Regions from separate parts of the Sus scrofa genome. Here regions 2, 3, 4 and 5 are each linked to region 1. A link is a contact called in public HiChIP or PLAC-seq data. All regions are on one chromosome and are shown on one strand. Each heading gives the region's core, a stretch centred on a gene start, on an enhancer-like site or on the middle of the called end of the contact. The rest is flanking DNA. Distances are from core to core; before and after follow the strand shown.

Region 1 (2,700 bases), core at 131-2,630:
CTACATGTATAGCTGCATGTGTAGTTTGAGGGGTCTCCTTAACCTCAAGAATGAGAAATATGTGGTCTCTTTATCTTTTATCCAAGCGGGACTCAGCTCCTCCTTACTGCTACCATAATCTTTATCTTCAAGTATCTGTCCACAGCGGACAGGTTCCAGCTGCTCAGCCTGGGGCGCATCTATCTCATGCCTCAGACCTTACGTAGACCCTGTATGTTGCTTCTTTGCAGGCAGCAAGACCCTGCAGTGTAGAAGCTAAGGATCCTTACCCCAGGATCCCCGTCATGCCTGCCACATAGTAGGTGCCCAGAATGTATTAATATAAATTGGCTTGAGCTCTTAGACATCATGACCCAGCTTGGGATCTTTTTTCAAGGTTGATGTAGAGGTAGAAGAAAGACCTGGAGGAAGAGTGTGTTTCTGATGCCTTGCACTGCCAGCAGCCTTGGAAAAGCAATGGGAAGCTTTGACAACTTCTTTCTGAGGCAGGACTCCAAGCCCCACTATGTAATGTAGGCAAAAGCATGTGATTCAGAGAGCAGCATGCCAAGTTCAGAGTCACTGAAGCAAGTGGTGTAAATGATGAAATTTAAAAGACAGAGACCTTTTTAGAAAAAGCCAGGGTGCACAGAAGTGACAGCATTGCAAGCTGGGTTTGGGTAGAAGTGACAAATCTTCCCCATGCCCCTGCAGGAGGGCCTTGGAGAGTGGCTTTTAAAATGCTCTTTTAAGTCACTGAAGGAGTGGTCTGTAGGATCAGCAAAGGCTGGGAAGTTCCATCTGCAGCATAACTGAGGTTCCCGCATTCTTTCTGCCCAGGCGGTTCCCCAGGTCAGACAAAATACGCTGGGGCTCACAGTTTGTCTTTACATTTTCCCCTCCTTGCTGCCCCTTTTCTTCCGCTCTTCCAAAATCACCAGGCTTTACTGCCCCTCATTCAACAAGAAACTTTCGTTTCCTCTGAGACTGTTTACAGCTCCCTTCCGTGCATTTTTCCAGCCAGTGGGCACCGGGCCAGTGGCCCCGAGCAGCAGGCAGCTTGACCTGTGGGTGTTCTCTCCTCAGCTACTTGTCTGAGGGGTGCGGGCAGGGCCTCCTAATGCTTCTGGAGGAGTCCCCAGAGGTCTGCTGAATTGCAGGGGTGTTTCCAAGGCTGGGGCATCTTTCCCTCCCTCACCAGGGGGCAGGGGAGGGGAAGGAACTGACCGTTGTGCACAACCGTCTGTGCCAGACATTGGCCTTAGCTGGAATTCTCACCACCACTTGGCAGGCTCCATTCTGTCCTCTCCTGGCAGATCAGGGACCCCAGATGTGCCAGAGGACACGCCTAGGATGTTGGAGAGCCAGAGCCCAAGCTCTGTTCACTTGAGCGTGCTGGACGGGCTTTGGCTTCTCCCCAACACCCCCACGCGCAGAAGGGAGCTTGCTCTCACTCTGTCCCCGCCCGCTGCTGATTCATGCAGGAATTAATAAACTCGGGATTTGAAAAGTTTCACTCTCCTGCTCTTCTCAGATACACTTCAGTTCCAAACAGTGTTCATTCCTGCCAGATTCTCCAGCATCCTTCCAATTTTGTGCAACGTTATCACTTCTAATAAGTTCATTTTGTCCCATTTCTGACTAAGTATGATTTCATTTTATTCCATTTTAAGGCATCTCATGTATGCAAATTCAGAAGCCAAAAAAAAAAAAACCTGTCACCCTGATTTTTGAGTCAGAAAATGCAACCCCTCTCTCATGTCACACCAGCTCTGCATTGTGTTTGTGGCAATCCCTGTACCATAGTTCTCCTTTTAGCAGCCTGTTTTTGTTTTTGTTTTCTTTTCTTTTGTTTTGAAGGAGGAAGTTCTCTGTTTCAGGCCCTGGAAGAACTGTTATGTATTCCTCATTGCAGGCACAGCCCCAGAATATTCCAGCCCCTTCTCCAAACAGGTTCTTGACCACACAGTCTCAGAGTTAAGATGCTTTTTATCAATCCTGTTGCAGATGGATGAGCTGTTCCTGCCTAAGGATCCCCTCCCCAATCCCTGTTCCAGGGGAATGAGTAGGGAGAAACTTGAGTGGAGGACGAGTTGCTCTGTCTTGGCAGCAAAGAGAAAGTCCTGCCCTTCCCTGGTGAGCCCCCTCCAGACTGGCCCCGCTGCCTTCCCGGGGATGGGGCTCCAAGTGGTACCTCCAGCCCTGCTGGAGCCCACTCTTTCCAAGCCATTGAGTCATTTCCTCTCAGGGACTTTCTCATTAAAACCTTCCTGTTTGCTTTCGCTCTGGAGTTCCACCGAGTTAGCTTCCTTCCCCATCGCCACTGAGCTGGAATTAATGGCCTGGCACCTTTCAGCTCTCCCTCCCTTTGCAGTTCTTCTTCCCACTCTCATCTTTTGGCTGGAGTCTCCACACTCTGTACACATTTGTGCAAAGCCCCAGAGTTTCTGAAGCTGTGAGGAGCAGCGTGGGGGATACCACATCTCTTTTTGCAAGAGATTGCTTGAAGGATAAATTGGGAAGATGAGCATCCACACAGAGACACCAGAGAGGAAACCCTCCAACCAAGAGCCTGTCCCAGATGTACCTGACACAGTGAGCAGAGCGGTTGGGAATAACCACCTTTGACTAATGTGCTCTGAGCCCCTGGACCCTGAGCAGCGGCTGAATCCCTCAGAAACCCTGGTTGGGAACGTTGTGTGTGCATCTGAAACTAGCTGA
Region 2 (2,700 bases), core at 106-2,605, 440 kb after region 1:
CTGTCCGTGGTCCCGCCAGCCGGCCGGGCACTTTGTGGGTTTATCCCACAAAGATCCAGGAGGAGCGCCACGTCTGTCTCCCCTGGCGGGGTCGTTGAACGCGAAGGGTCTGCCCATCCGCCGCACGCACCCCCCCCCCCGCCCCGCAGTGGGTGGTTCCCCCGCTCTGGACAGTCCGGAGGTCACCTGCCACTAGCCTAAGCCTCACGTGGTCTCACCAAGAGGATGCGCCGCCGCCGCCTAAAAATCCATCCACTAGCTGATGGCACCCGCCGATGTGTTCAGGGTGCGATTCCTTAGCTCCGTTTAGACCCCGTTACACCGAAAGCAGGAGCAAGGAAATCCAGCCCAGCCCTAGAGAAAATGGACTCGATGTCAGCAACAGAAGCCCTTCCCTCTTTCTGCCAGCAGCAGCAGCTATTTTGGGGAGCAGCTGTAGTTGTTACATAAATAGAGATGCAGCCAAAATTTCAGGCTTTTTATCCTGCTTCAAGCAGAAAAATGCTGGGAGAGTCGAGTCGCCTGGGGTTTTCAGTTCCCTCCCTTTGTATGGTTTTTGGCCAAGCGCCTGAAATAGTTCTCCTCGCTGTAAACGACCTGCTAAGCCCCACCTCAGACTCGTCCACCCAGGGACTTGTTCCCTGTTCCAAGGATGACCTTCTCCCGAGATCCCTTGTTCTTATGGAGCAAGAATGAAGCAGACACTAAACGTCTTCCATCTGACTCTCCTACTCGGTGTCCGAGATAATTATGTCTTCCCCGAAAATTACCACCCCCTTCTATGCTGAGATGAAAGCTGCTCATGTCTTTTTCTTAGGGTCACGTGTAACATTGTGACATGGTACACATGTACCCTGAACCATGCATCCCTTGGGAATCTGGCTTTATGAGTGTTTCCTGAAACCCAAGGTATTGTGCCTGGGACCCAGTGGCTTGTCACCAGGAGTTCTGTTCCCCTGGTTTTACACTGGCTACCTCTTTGATATGCAAAAAAAAATTTGATTTCATCTGCAGACACATCTGGTACATCTAGAAATAGATCTGAGAAATAGGGTGGCTGAGCGGGTTGGCATGAAATGCTTAATTATGTTAGCAACACTGAAAACTGTCTGTTTTCCATTTGTTGGTTTTAATCATAAATTTGTCAAGTGATCTGTGTTGGTACTTTATTTTTTTAATGCCTTCTGAAAAGGTCTAATGCAAAAACATTATGCCTTCTCTTCTCTCCCCCCCTCCCATATCTGACCATTAAGCAGATTGTCTCAGATACAATGAAAGAATCATCTAGAGGCGAGTGCTTCTGCTGGCTCTTATCTCAGAGGACTCAGGGAGACAGAAGGAGGGAGGGAGGGGAGTGGCTGGTGCCTGAGCAAGAAAAAGGATGATGCGAAACAGACTGAGAAGCCTTGAGGACAGAGAGGGTCGGCGGGGTGGCTGAGGCCCGGGTGCCGTTCAGAATCCAGCTGCTTAGCGGCCAGTGGGTGGGGCGGACTGTCGACAGGATTTACAGCTGGATTACACGCCTTATGTGCCCTGAGCTGTGGAATTGTCAGAGTTCAGCCGTCTGTGCGTGGCTTTCTTTTGCTTGGCGGAGGTTCAGGATCACAGAGTACTGCTGTCATAATTGAATGTGTGTTTGTTTCTGGCCGAGAACCTCAAAAGAGGCTTTCACCTCAGTGATGCCTTCTAGCCCCGGGCTGGAGCATGGGGTGGTGTTGCGGTCTGTTTAGGGACAAAGAGGGTACAAAGGCTGGAGACACAAAACTAGGTCAGCCCTCAGATACAGGGGCGGACACCCAGCGGCCTGCTAAGAGACAGGTCTCTCCCAGGTCTGCAGCGCCCAGGGTCTGAGTCCGGGCTCTGACGCTCTGAGAAGTAGCCCCGGTTCTTCAGTCCTCTGTGCTGGGGCCAGCCTGCTCCACCTCCATGTTAGGGGTCACCCAGGGTCCGAAGCAGCCGCGCCTGCAACCTGACAGCCCCCAGAAGCAGGCCCAGGGATGATGGCACCTGCCCACCCCACCCACTGGCCTTTTGGTCCCCATTTGATGCCATCCCACCTTGAGGAGTAGCTTTGTCCTCCTCCCAATCTCTTTGAGACTTGTTTGCTCTTAGCCAGACTCGCCCATAAGCCTGCTAAGGGAGAGAGGAATTTTACCCCCGTAGCCTATGAGGCCTCTTGGCATACTGATTACAAGTTCTGCCAAAACATTGGGCAAGAATCGAAAAAGCGCATTTCTGTATCTACTAGTCTAGAAAGGAAACTCAGTTAAATATGTCAGTTTCCTAGGAAGAAAAATTATCAAGTTCTTCATCCAGGAAAATACTGACTCTGAATCTTGGACTCCGAAACGCTGATATATTTTTTATGAAAGGCAAAACAGATCTAAGGCTCTCTCCTTCCTCCTCCCAACTCTCTCATGAAAAAGGCATCGGATTGCGCTCTCTAAATTTACAGCAAATCTGCCTGCCTTGCCTTCCCCCCTGGAAGACATGCTCAGAGCTTTATTTCTTCGTACCTCTCAGAAATGAAACTTCTTGCTAAGTTGCTTAAAACCTAGTAGAAGAATAAGACCTGGTTGGGGAGAGGGATTATGATATATTTAAGGGCATGATGAAGAGGTGACTCGAAGCAGGAACTTGGCTTCTCAGTGTCTTGGGCGGTTCCCAGCCTTCCACCCCCTCCACCCCCGGCGCCTGTGT
Region 3 (2,700 bases), core at 180-2,679, 370 kb after region 1:
TTAAATAGATTAAATAAATATAGATGTTTAACTATTCAATAGATTTAAATATCAAGGAAAGCATATTGTGCTAGATGAGATTGTAAAGCCTGTTAATGTCTACTTTTGAAAACTTCTGGGGAGGAAATACATTAATTTGTTTTAACTTTGTAGACCACTCAATTTTCTTCACCTTTTTTTTTCTTCTTCACCCATTTTTAAGAGGCAGATTGTAATGCTGCCCACAGCATGTTTGCTCAATTTCTCTTAGCTGCCTTCTGAATCTCATCTGGCAGGGCTGAGGAGCAGAGGTTGTGGCAGTAAACCCAGCCCTCCAGAAGTCAGGTCTCTTCCAGATTTGTGAGGATGGCCTTATGGGACTTGGTTAAACCATAACTGGCTGTTGAGAGCTTGAGATAGTCCAGCTGGTGACATGATGAAAGAAAAGGACTCTGTTGTGTTAAAGAGACTTTTTCAGCCCTGTTGAGGTATATTTGACAAAATTTGTCTATATTTAAGATATACAAAGGGATCTAATATATGTATACATTGTGAAATACCACAGCCCATCATCTCACAGTTACCTTTTCTTTTTTTTTTTTTGGTAGTGAGAACACTTAAGATCTGCCCTCTTAGCAAATTTCGAGTATACAATACAGTGTTGTTAACTGTAGTCACTGTAGTATGTAGGCACATACTAGGCGGTCGGTGCCCAGAACGTATTTATCTCACAACTGAGTTTGTCCCCTCGACCAGCATCTCCCTTCTCCCTCCCACAGTCCCCCAAAAGATGTCTTTTGAATACAAGATGGTTTGGAACAGGGTAGCTGTCCTTTTAAAAGAGGATGAAAAGGAACTTCATATCTCAAGTATCAAAATATATAATAAACCTGTCAGTGTATTATAAACATAAGAATCGGTGGAACAGAATAAATAGCCCTAAAATACTACAGAGACACACAACTACAAAGACACACAACCACACACACACACACACACACACACACACACACACACACATTTACTATCATTAAGGGAAGAAATGGATTTATTCAGCAAACCACACACCAAAATGCACTCCGGAGAACTGGAGAATTATGTGGGAGGGTTTTTTGGTTTTTTTCATGTTTTTTAAAGTATAGGAGAAAAAAAGAGGTGACTGTTTATTAAGTGATACTGGGATTGGGAAGGATTTTGAAATATAAAAGCAGTGGAAGAAACCACAGAGGAAAGAATTACTTTATTTCACCATGTTTTACGAACGATAGTCATGAGTGTAAGGAACGAAACCAACTCAAAAGACCACAGGTATATGGAGGGTTTACTGGAAAGGGATGTGGGATTAATCCAAGGGCAAGGATTAATTGGGCTGCGCCTTCCCGAGACTGAGCTAGAGAAGTGACTCAAGATTCTGGAAGGACCGGGAGTGTGAGCACTGGACGTACGCTGGTTGCACAGCCAGTGTCTGCTTCTTTCTGGTCAGCTGTCCCACCCCGGACCAGCTGGGCTTGGCTGGCAGAAGGGAGGACCCACAGCCTCGTCTGGACGGGAACAAACTCTCTTGAGAATGTGAGTTGGACAGAAAAGAGCTCAGGGCAGGGCAGGGGTGATTCATGCCTAATATATGCAAATTTGAAACTCCTTAGAACAAAAAGTACAACAAACATTTAAAAGAGAAATACTACCCAGTTAAAAAAATATGTATTTGTAACAAATATTATCACCTAAAGAGATTTAATGTCTTTAATATAAAGAGTGGTTTTGTCTGATAATAAGGATACCTTGAACAATTCAGCTTTTTAAATGGGCAGAGTACATGAATAGAGAGTTTGTGGATAAGAAACAAAAGAAAAAAGATAGTATACAGAAAAGAAAAAAATTACCATTATTGGAAGCAAAAAAAAAAATCAAATTTAAGAAAATAATAAGATACATTTTTTGTCTAGGAAATTGTTTTATGCCTTTTTTGGGGTTTGTTTTAAAAATTGTGCTGTTATTTCTGGCAAAGGTCAAGTGGATCAGACGTTCGTGTCCTTCCGCTTGAGCGTGTATATGGTTACAACCTTTCTGGATGAAAATACTGTAAGCAGTAAAGATAGATGCTCATGTACAAATTGATCAAATACTTTTAAGAAAAAGGAAATAAAAGATATGTATAAAGGAAGTTATTGCAGGAGTTCCCATCATGGCGCAGTGGTTAACAAATCCGACTAGGACCATGAGGTTGCAAGTTCGATCCCTGGCCTTGCTCAGTGGATTAAGGATCTGGCGTTGCCATGAGCTGTGGTGTAGGTCGTATACTCGGCTCAGATCCTGCGTGGCTGTGGCTGTGGCTGTGGCCGGTGGCTGCAGCTCCAATTCAACCCTAGCCTGGGAACCTCCATATGCCTCGGGAAGCAGCCCTAGAAAAGGCAAAAAGACCAAAAAAAAAAAGGGAAGTTATTGCAGCATTACGTGTAATGGTGGAAATCTGGAAATAACCCACATCCTCGTATTAGCCTAAAGGTTATTAAATAGTTTATCTATATAATGAAATAGTGTAAACCTTTAAAAATCATTTGTTCACAAAATGTTTATTTACATAATTCCAGTATTGTAAATAAACAGCAGAGAAAGAGAGAAAGAAACAAAGAGTTGTGAAATCAGCAGAGAAAATATTCCAAACTGTTAATGGCACTTGGTAGGACAAATTATTCATTTCCTACAGTGAAAATATTACTT
Region 4 (2,700 bases), core at 137-2,636, 400 kb after region 1:
CTTCTGTTCTATCTTACTGTGTCCTGGTGGCATTTAACATATAGCATTGTCAGCCAGCCAGGTAATTTCAGCTTTGTTTTGAAGTCTGAACTCTGAATGGCATCTTGGTCCCGTTCAAACGTTCGGTAATTACGGTTTTTTCCCCACATGTAGTACAAATAAGATACTTGATGAATTTACACATCAGACTCTTGAGAAAGGAAGTTCCCAGTGATCAGTGTTAGGTAGTTCTTGGTCAAGAAAATACACTTTTTGAAGTTCCCACTGTGGCACAGTAGGTTAAGAATCCGACTGCAGCTGCTCGGCTTGCGGTGACGGTGCAGGTTCAATCCCCAGCCTTGCACAGTGAGTTCAAGGATCCAGTGTTGTCAGTCCCTGGCCCAGGAACTTCCATATACCACAGTGTGGCCACAAAGAAAAAAAAAAAAAAAGGAATTCCCCTTGGGGCTCCGGGGTCACAAGTCTGACTAGTATCCATGAGATTCTGGGTTCCATCCCTGGCCTGGCCCAGTGGGTTAAGGATCTGGTGTTTCTGTGAGCTGTGGTGTAGGTCGCAGATGCGGCTTGGATTTTAGGTTGCTGTGGCTATGGCGTAGACCGGCAGCAACAGCTCCGATTCGACCCCTAGCCTGGGAACTTCCATATGCTCGAATGCAGCCCTAAAAAAAAAAAAGAAAAAGAAAGAAGGAAGGAAGGAAAGAAAATAAGAAAGAAAGAAAGAAAGAAAGAAAAAAAGAAAGAAAGAAAGAAAGAAAGAAAGAAAAAGAAAGAAAAAAAAAAAGAAAGAAAGAAAGAAAAGAAAAGAAAAGAAAAGAAAATATAGGTTTGTTTTTGTTTTTTTAAAGTAAGCGTTATGGTAGTCATTAGGGCTGTTTATAAATATTCCAGTTTTGTTCCTTCCAAGCACATAGTAGGGCTCTCCTTTCTCCAGTCTCTTGCATTTGGGTGTGTAGCCACCAGGGAACTCCCTCATTGTCACCTTCGAAGCTGAACGTGTTCTTCATGTGTATGGACCCAAATCTCCTAATTCTAGTTAAAGTGTTTACCTTTTCCAGTTTTCGGGTACTTTTTGAAATGCAGTGGTTGGAAAGTACACACACACAGAGTCTGTGTGTGGAAGGAAACCCATTGGGAGTTCACATGTAGTGCTTTTGTGTCTTTTCTCTGTGTAGTCCCCTCCGTCCCAGGAGCTACGACTCCGCCTCCACTGTTTTTCTCTAGGCTTCCAGCTTCCTGCATACATCTGGCCCCTGGGCTTTCTTTATAAGATAGAACTTCCTGCTATTGAGCCCAGAAAAAAGAAAATGAAATCCCTTCACATTCCCACTCAGACTAACTCTGGGCCCCTCCCAGGACTGCAGCTGCCCCAGTGCTCTCCGACTTTGTGGGACCACAGGCAAAGAAGTGACAGGAGGAAAGAAATTCCTCTCGCCAGCAGGGGGTAGGGTGCTTTCTTCAATTCCCTGGACTCGATCTGTTGCTTCCTTCACAGTTAAGGAGCTGAAGTTTGAGAGCATGTTGTAAAGAAGCCATCAGTTTATCTTGGTGTTCTGACTTTCCCTTTGGGGATCGGGAACAGCAGGAGAAATAAAGTCGGTCTGACTGCCTCCAACAGGAGAGAATCTAAGAAGAGAATGATGAGTTTACTCTAGACCCTGACAAGTGTGTTCTGTGCATAAAGAAGTAAAATTGTTCCAAGCTAAAGAAGTTCTTTGATTTGCTGTTTAAATAAACCTGTCACTACCTGACCGTGGTTTGCAAACATTTTTGAGAAATGGCTGCTTCTTTCCAACATGAGTTGAAAGCTCCTGAATATACAATTCAAGGGGTTGCTGCTCTGGGAGGGCCTGCTATTGAGCCCTGAGGCAGCTCTGCAAGACCCCAAGGCTCAGTTGGAAAACTGCCTTCAGGAAGGCTGAGAGAGGGAACTCTAAGCCCAAAAGTACCTTTTCTCTGAAATAAAAGTCCTCAAACTGTTTTGAGTTAAGAATCACCTTGGACTCTTGTTTAAAATGCAGATTCTGAAGTTCCCTGGTGCCTCAAAAAATGGGTTAAGGATCTGGCATTGTCACGGCTCTGGCTTGGGTTGCTGCTGTGTTGTGGGTTCAGACCCTGGCCCAGGAACTTCCACATGCCGTGGGCACAGCCAGAAAAAAAGTATATGTATTTATGTAAAATTTCAAAATGAAATTAAAGTGCAGATTCCTGGGCACAGTCGCAGAGATGCACACTCTGGAGGTGTTGTGTGGGGCCTGGGAATCTGTATTTTAACAAGCATTCTAGATGATTCCGATACCAGTACGGATGGATCATAAAAACACAGCTCTACAAACTGCCTACCAAGGGCCCTTTTAAATGGCTTCATCTTATTCCCACTTGGTCCCAGTTTATTTTAGGTACGAAGTTTATGAGTGTCAAATGCCATTTAAATAGCTTTTTCTTGCCAAGGGAAATAATGTCTTAGCTACCTCTTCCGTCATCTTCCAGTGTAATTCTCTGTTCCTGTTCCCAGAGCACCCCGGACGCGGCATGGCTCTCAGCCCTCTCTGTTGGCTCTGCTCTATCAGAGGCTCCCATTAGCCTCATCGTTCCTCCAGCCTGTCTTGGTTTTGTTTGTTTTCTTTTTTCTCTTTTTTAAAGGCAGATGTCTTTACTCTTCTCCTTCCTCGGCAAACCAACCCAAAGTAGAAATTACATGGT
Region 5 (2,700 bases), core at 91-2,590, 290 kb after region 1:
GATCCCATCTGGTAAATGAGAGCGCAAGGCCCTGTGTAGTAAATAACAATGACCAAAGCCACGCAACTCCTTTCCTTTACAAAAATCACAAAACACTGGATGTAGTCTTTGTATCTCTAGAATTTTTATTGTGTGTGTGTGTATGAGAGAAAAAAGAGACTAAGTCCTTTACCAACAAAGGTTTTATGTTTTGCTTTCTCTGTGTTTTCAGGGCACTGCCAGCAATTGAGCTGTTCTGGATAGCACTCGAAGGTTCTAGCAGGCAGAATTTCAGATAGCCAAGGCTTTCCCTTAGGGATGCTCATTTCAGTAAACCACCCTCTGCCCATCAGGAAAGTGATGGGTTTACTCAGTCACTGGATCACGGCTGACTTCTCCTCAGACCTGGGATCCTGTGGCCTGAGGCAGAGCCCTGGGAGAGAGAGATCTTAGGCTGGAGCTTGCAGCAGCCTCTGATGGATGAGTTTATTTATTTTAGTAGGGAGGGGGTTAAAGGGGGAAGGAGTCTGTTGTGGAAAGAGAGGGATGTGCTTTTAGATATAGAGAGAAATGCTTTTTAAGATTGTAGCCTTCAGATCTTATTAGTGTTACTACATTACTTTGTTACAAGTTTTTATAATTCTGAGGGCAGGAAACATACGCATACTCACATGTTACCACCACAATCCACCAGCAGGCTCTTTGGTTTTTAAACGATTCTCCCATTTGTGCCTGATGGTTAGTTTAGGTAATTCGTGTCTTTTATGTCTGTTGTTCCTACTTCTTTTTTTCTACCGTTGTGACTAGTTTAAGACTGAGCTGCAAGCCATTTCCACATTAAGTTTAGAGATTGAATTGAATCAGAAATGTGAAACACTCTTTCCTTGTGGAAGAGTTGAGACTTTGTAATTCAGTGATGAAAACATCCCCTGTGCTTTTCCAGGGTGTGTGTCAGACAAAGCTCCATGGCCTTTCATCTCTTGTCCTCAGCATCAGGCAGGTAACATTCAGCTTTCCAGGGGATTAATCCAGCTGCAGTTCTGTTGTAGTTGATGGTGTTAAAGAGGATCAACAGCTCCAAACGGACGCGCCACGTCTTGCTGTCCTTGTCCCCAAGTGAGCGTCTCTAACCAAGGGTTTGCTAAGAGTAGCACACGATGCTGGATGTCTCTCCGTGTCTTGTTGCAGAAAATAAAACTGAGATAAGCACTCATTGAACTAGCTTGAAATATCCTAGGACGTTGAAGCACATCTCTGAGACTTCCTTTCCCGGCGGGGTGTCATTGGAATTCTACTCGTGTATTTATGATCTGTCAGTCCCGTCCGAATGCGAGCCCTTCAAGGGCGGGGATTCCGTCTGTGCTTCACAATACGTTTCAACACACAGATGGCCAGGATATCCTTCACTGACCATTGAGGAAGGATTGTGAACTTATCTGCTTAGATTAGAATCAAATTGCGCTTTTGTTTGTTCGTTTTTTTTAGTAATACATCCTTATTCTACTTACACAGTCTAGTCATTTCTTGACTTTTCTTTTTTCCTTTCCATCTATCTTCTGTCGTTGTTTTCCCGGGCCACATAGGGGAGCCTACTGGGCAAACTGATTTCACCCAATGCTCCTGGAAAGTCATGCCAGGCCACCGGCATAGCAGAGTGTGCACAGAAGACTATTCTCGTGCACTTATAAGTACTTGGCAAAGCATTTCATAATCTACCTAGGTTTTTAAAACCAAAAAAAGGGAAAACAGCTGTTACTATTAGGGTACTGATAATTCCAAGGAAATCAGGTGGATCTGTCACAAGTGACACGGTGAACTGGCAGGCCAGCTGTCAGAAGATGCCAATCATGGGTGTCCTGGTACAGAAAGTTCCCCACTGACACAAGATTGGCAACTTCCTTCATATGCCCTTGGTATTCTGAGTCTTGAGAGTGGAAAGAGGAGAAGAGAACTCAAAGTCCAGGAATGTCTGCCACTGGCTTTGATCGTGAAGGAGCAATTCTAGAAAGGGCGAAGTTCTTCTGCATGGATTCACCCTGGTGTGGGTGGGCGGCTTTAATCAGGATCTGATACTTTCCTCTCTTGCCTTCCAGAAAGAATGTCAGCCTTGCATGAACTTGTGTGAACACATACAGGTGATAAAGGAAGAGAGTTTTCAGCTACAGGGTAAAGGCACTAAACTCTTAAATCCTGAAGAACAGTTATTCCACAGACTTTTTCAATTCAGCCCTCTCTGTAAGAAACATTAAAAACATTTATTTTAGTCTGTTAAAGGCAGAATAGAGAAGAGGACATAAGAGAGCTAAGCTTTGTTCATTTTTTCACTTGATACACGATTGAAATCAACACCCTTGGGCCAAAACATAATAGGTAATAATCTTTAGACCTCATAGGGCTTCCTGAAATATTTTGGAAAAAAGATTTGCAGGTATATCTTAATTCGGTAAATGTTGAAACAAAGTATATAAATAAATTGAGTCTAGGTGAGAAATGGCCTTTTTTTTTGCTTTTTAGGGCCACACCCACAGCATATGGAAGTTCCCACGTGAGGGGTCACATCAGAGCTGTAGCCACTAGCCCACATCGCAGCCACAGCAATGTGGGATCCAAGCTGGGTCTGTGACCTACACCACAACTCACAGCAACGCTGGATCCCTGACCCACTGAGTGAGGCCAGGGATCGAACCCACATCTTCATGCTTACTAGTCAGATTCGTTTCT

The links. HiChIP or PLAC-seq counts read pairs in DNA pulled down with a chosen protein or histone mark.
Region 2: a contact with region 1 is called in an H3K27ac HiChIP or PLAC-seq map of skeletal muscle. The contact joins two enhancer-like sites. A contact is called at or near these places in 2 of 47 Hi-C or Micro-C datasets (heart right ventricle and skeletal muscle) and 1 of 2 datasets of contacts at active chromatin or transcription factors (skeletal muscle).
Region 3: a contact with region 1 is called in an H3K27ac HiChIP or PLAC-seq map of skeletal muscle, with 6 times the contacts expected there. The contact joins two enhancer-like sites. A contact is called at or near these places in 3 of 47 Hi-C or Micro-C datasets (heart right ventricle, psoas muscle and skeletal muscle) and 1 of 2 datasets of contacts at active chromatin or transcription factors (skeletal muscle).
Region 4: a contact with region 1 is called in an H3K27ac HiChIP or PLAC-seq map of skeletal muscle. The contact joins two enhancer-like sites. A contact is called at or near these places in 1 of 47 Hi-C or Micro-C datasets (embryonic fibroblasts) and 1 of 2 datasets of contacts at active chromatin or transcription factors (skeletal muscle).
Region 5: an H3K27ac HiChIP or PLAC-seq map of skeletal muscle shows a contact between it and region 1. The contact joins two enhancer-like sites. A contact is called at or near these places in 1 of 47 Hi-C or Micro-C datasets (skeletal muscle) and 1 of 2 datasets of contacts at active chromatin or transcription factors (skeletal muscle).

What each region holds. Positions count from the first base shown.
Region 1 is chr9:125,402,516-125,405,215 of Sscrofa11.1, forward strand. No RefSeq gene overlaps it. Among named protein-coding and RNA genes, the nearest start is that of TSEN15, 100 kb to the left of the region's middle. Within about 2 kb of position 1,381, at least 33 of the 83 cell types and tissues checked have an H3K27ac peak or open chromatin away from gene starts, as enhancers often do. A contact at or near this core is called in skeletal muscle, where this site is marked.
Region 2 is chr9:125,844,851-125,847,550 of Sscrofa11.1, forward strand. It overlaps C9H1orf21, which reads left to right. Exons shown (of 6, transcript XM_003482739.3): 6 at 1-1,152. Among named protein-coding and RNA genes, the nearest start is that of EDEM3, 140 kb to the right of the region's middle. Within about 2 kb of position 1,356, at least 40 of the 83 cell types and tissues checked have an H3K27ac peak or open chromatin away from gene starts, as enhancers often do. A contact at or near this core is called in skeletal muscle, where this site is marked.
Region 3 is chr9:125,776,647-125,779,346 of Sscrofa11.1, forward strand. The region is part of intron 3 of C9H1orf21; the gene reads left to right. Among named protein-coding and RNA genes, the nearest start is that of C9H1orf21, 160 kb to the left of the region's middle. Within about 2 kb of position 1,430, at least 11 of the 83 cell types and tissues checked have an H3K27ac peak or open chromatin away from gene starts, as enhancers often do. A contact at or near this core is called in skeletal muscle, where this site is marked.
Region 4 is chr9:125,804,190-125,806,889 of Sscrofa11.1, forward strand. All of the region lies in intron 3 of C9H1orf21, which reads left to right. Among named protein-coding and RNA genes, the nearest start is that of EDEM3, 180 kb to the right of the region's middle. Within about 2 kb of position 1,387, at least 13 of the 83 cell types and tissues checked have an H3K27ac peak or open chromatin away from gene starts, as enhancers often do. A contact at or near this core is called in skeletal muscle, where this site is marked.
Region 5 is chr9:125,690,346-125,693,045 of Sscrofa11.1, forward strand. All of the region lies in intron 1 of C9H1orf21, which reads left to right. Among named protein-coding and RNA genes, the nearest start is that of C9H1orf21, 79 kb to the left of the region's middle. Within about 2 kb of position 1,341, at least 9 of the 83 cell types and tissues checked have an H3K27ac peak or open chromatin away from gene starts, as enhancers often do. A contact at or near this core is called in skeletal muscle, where this site is marked.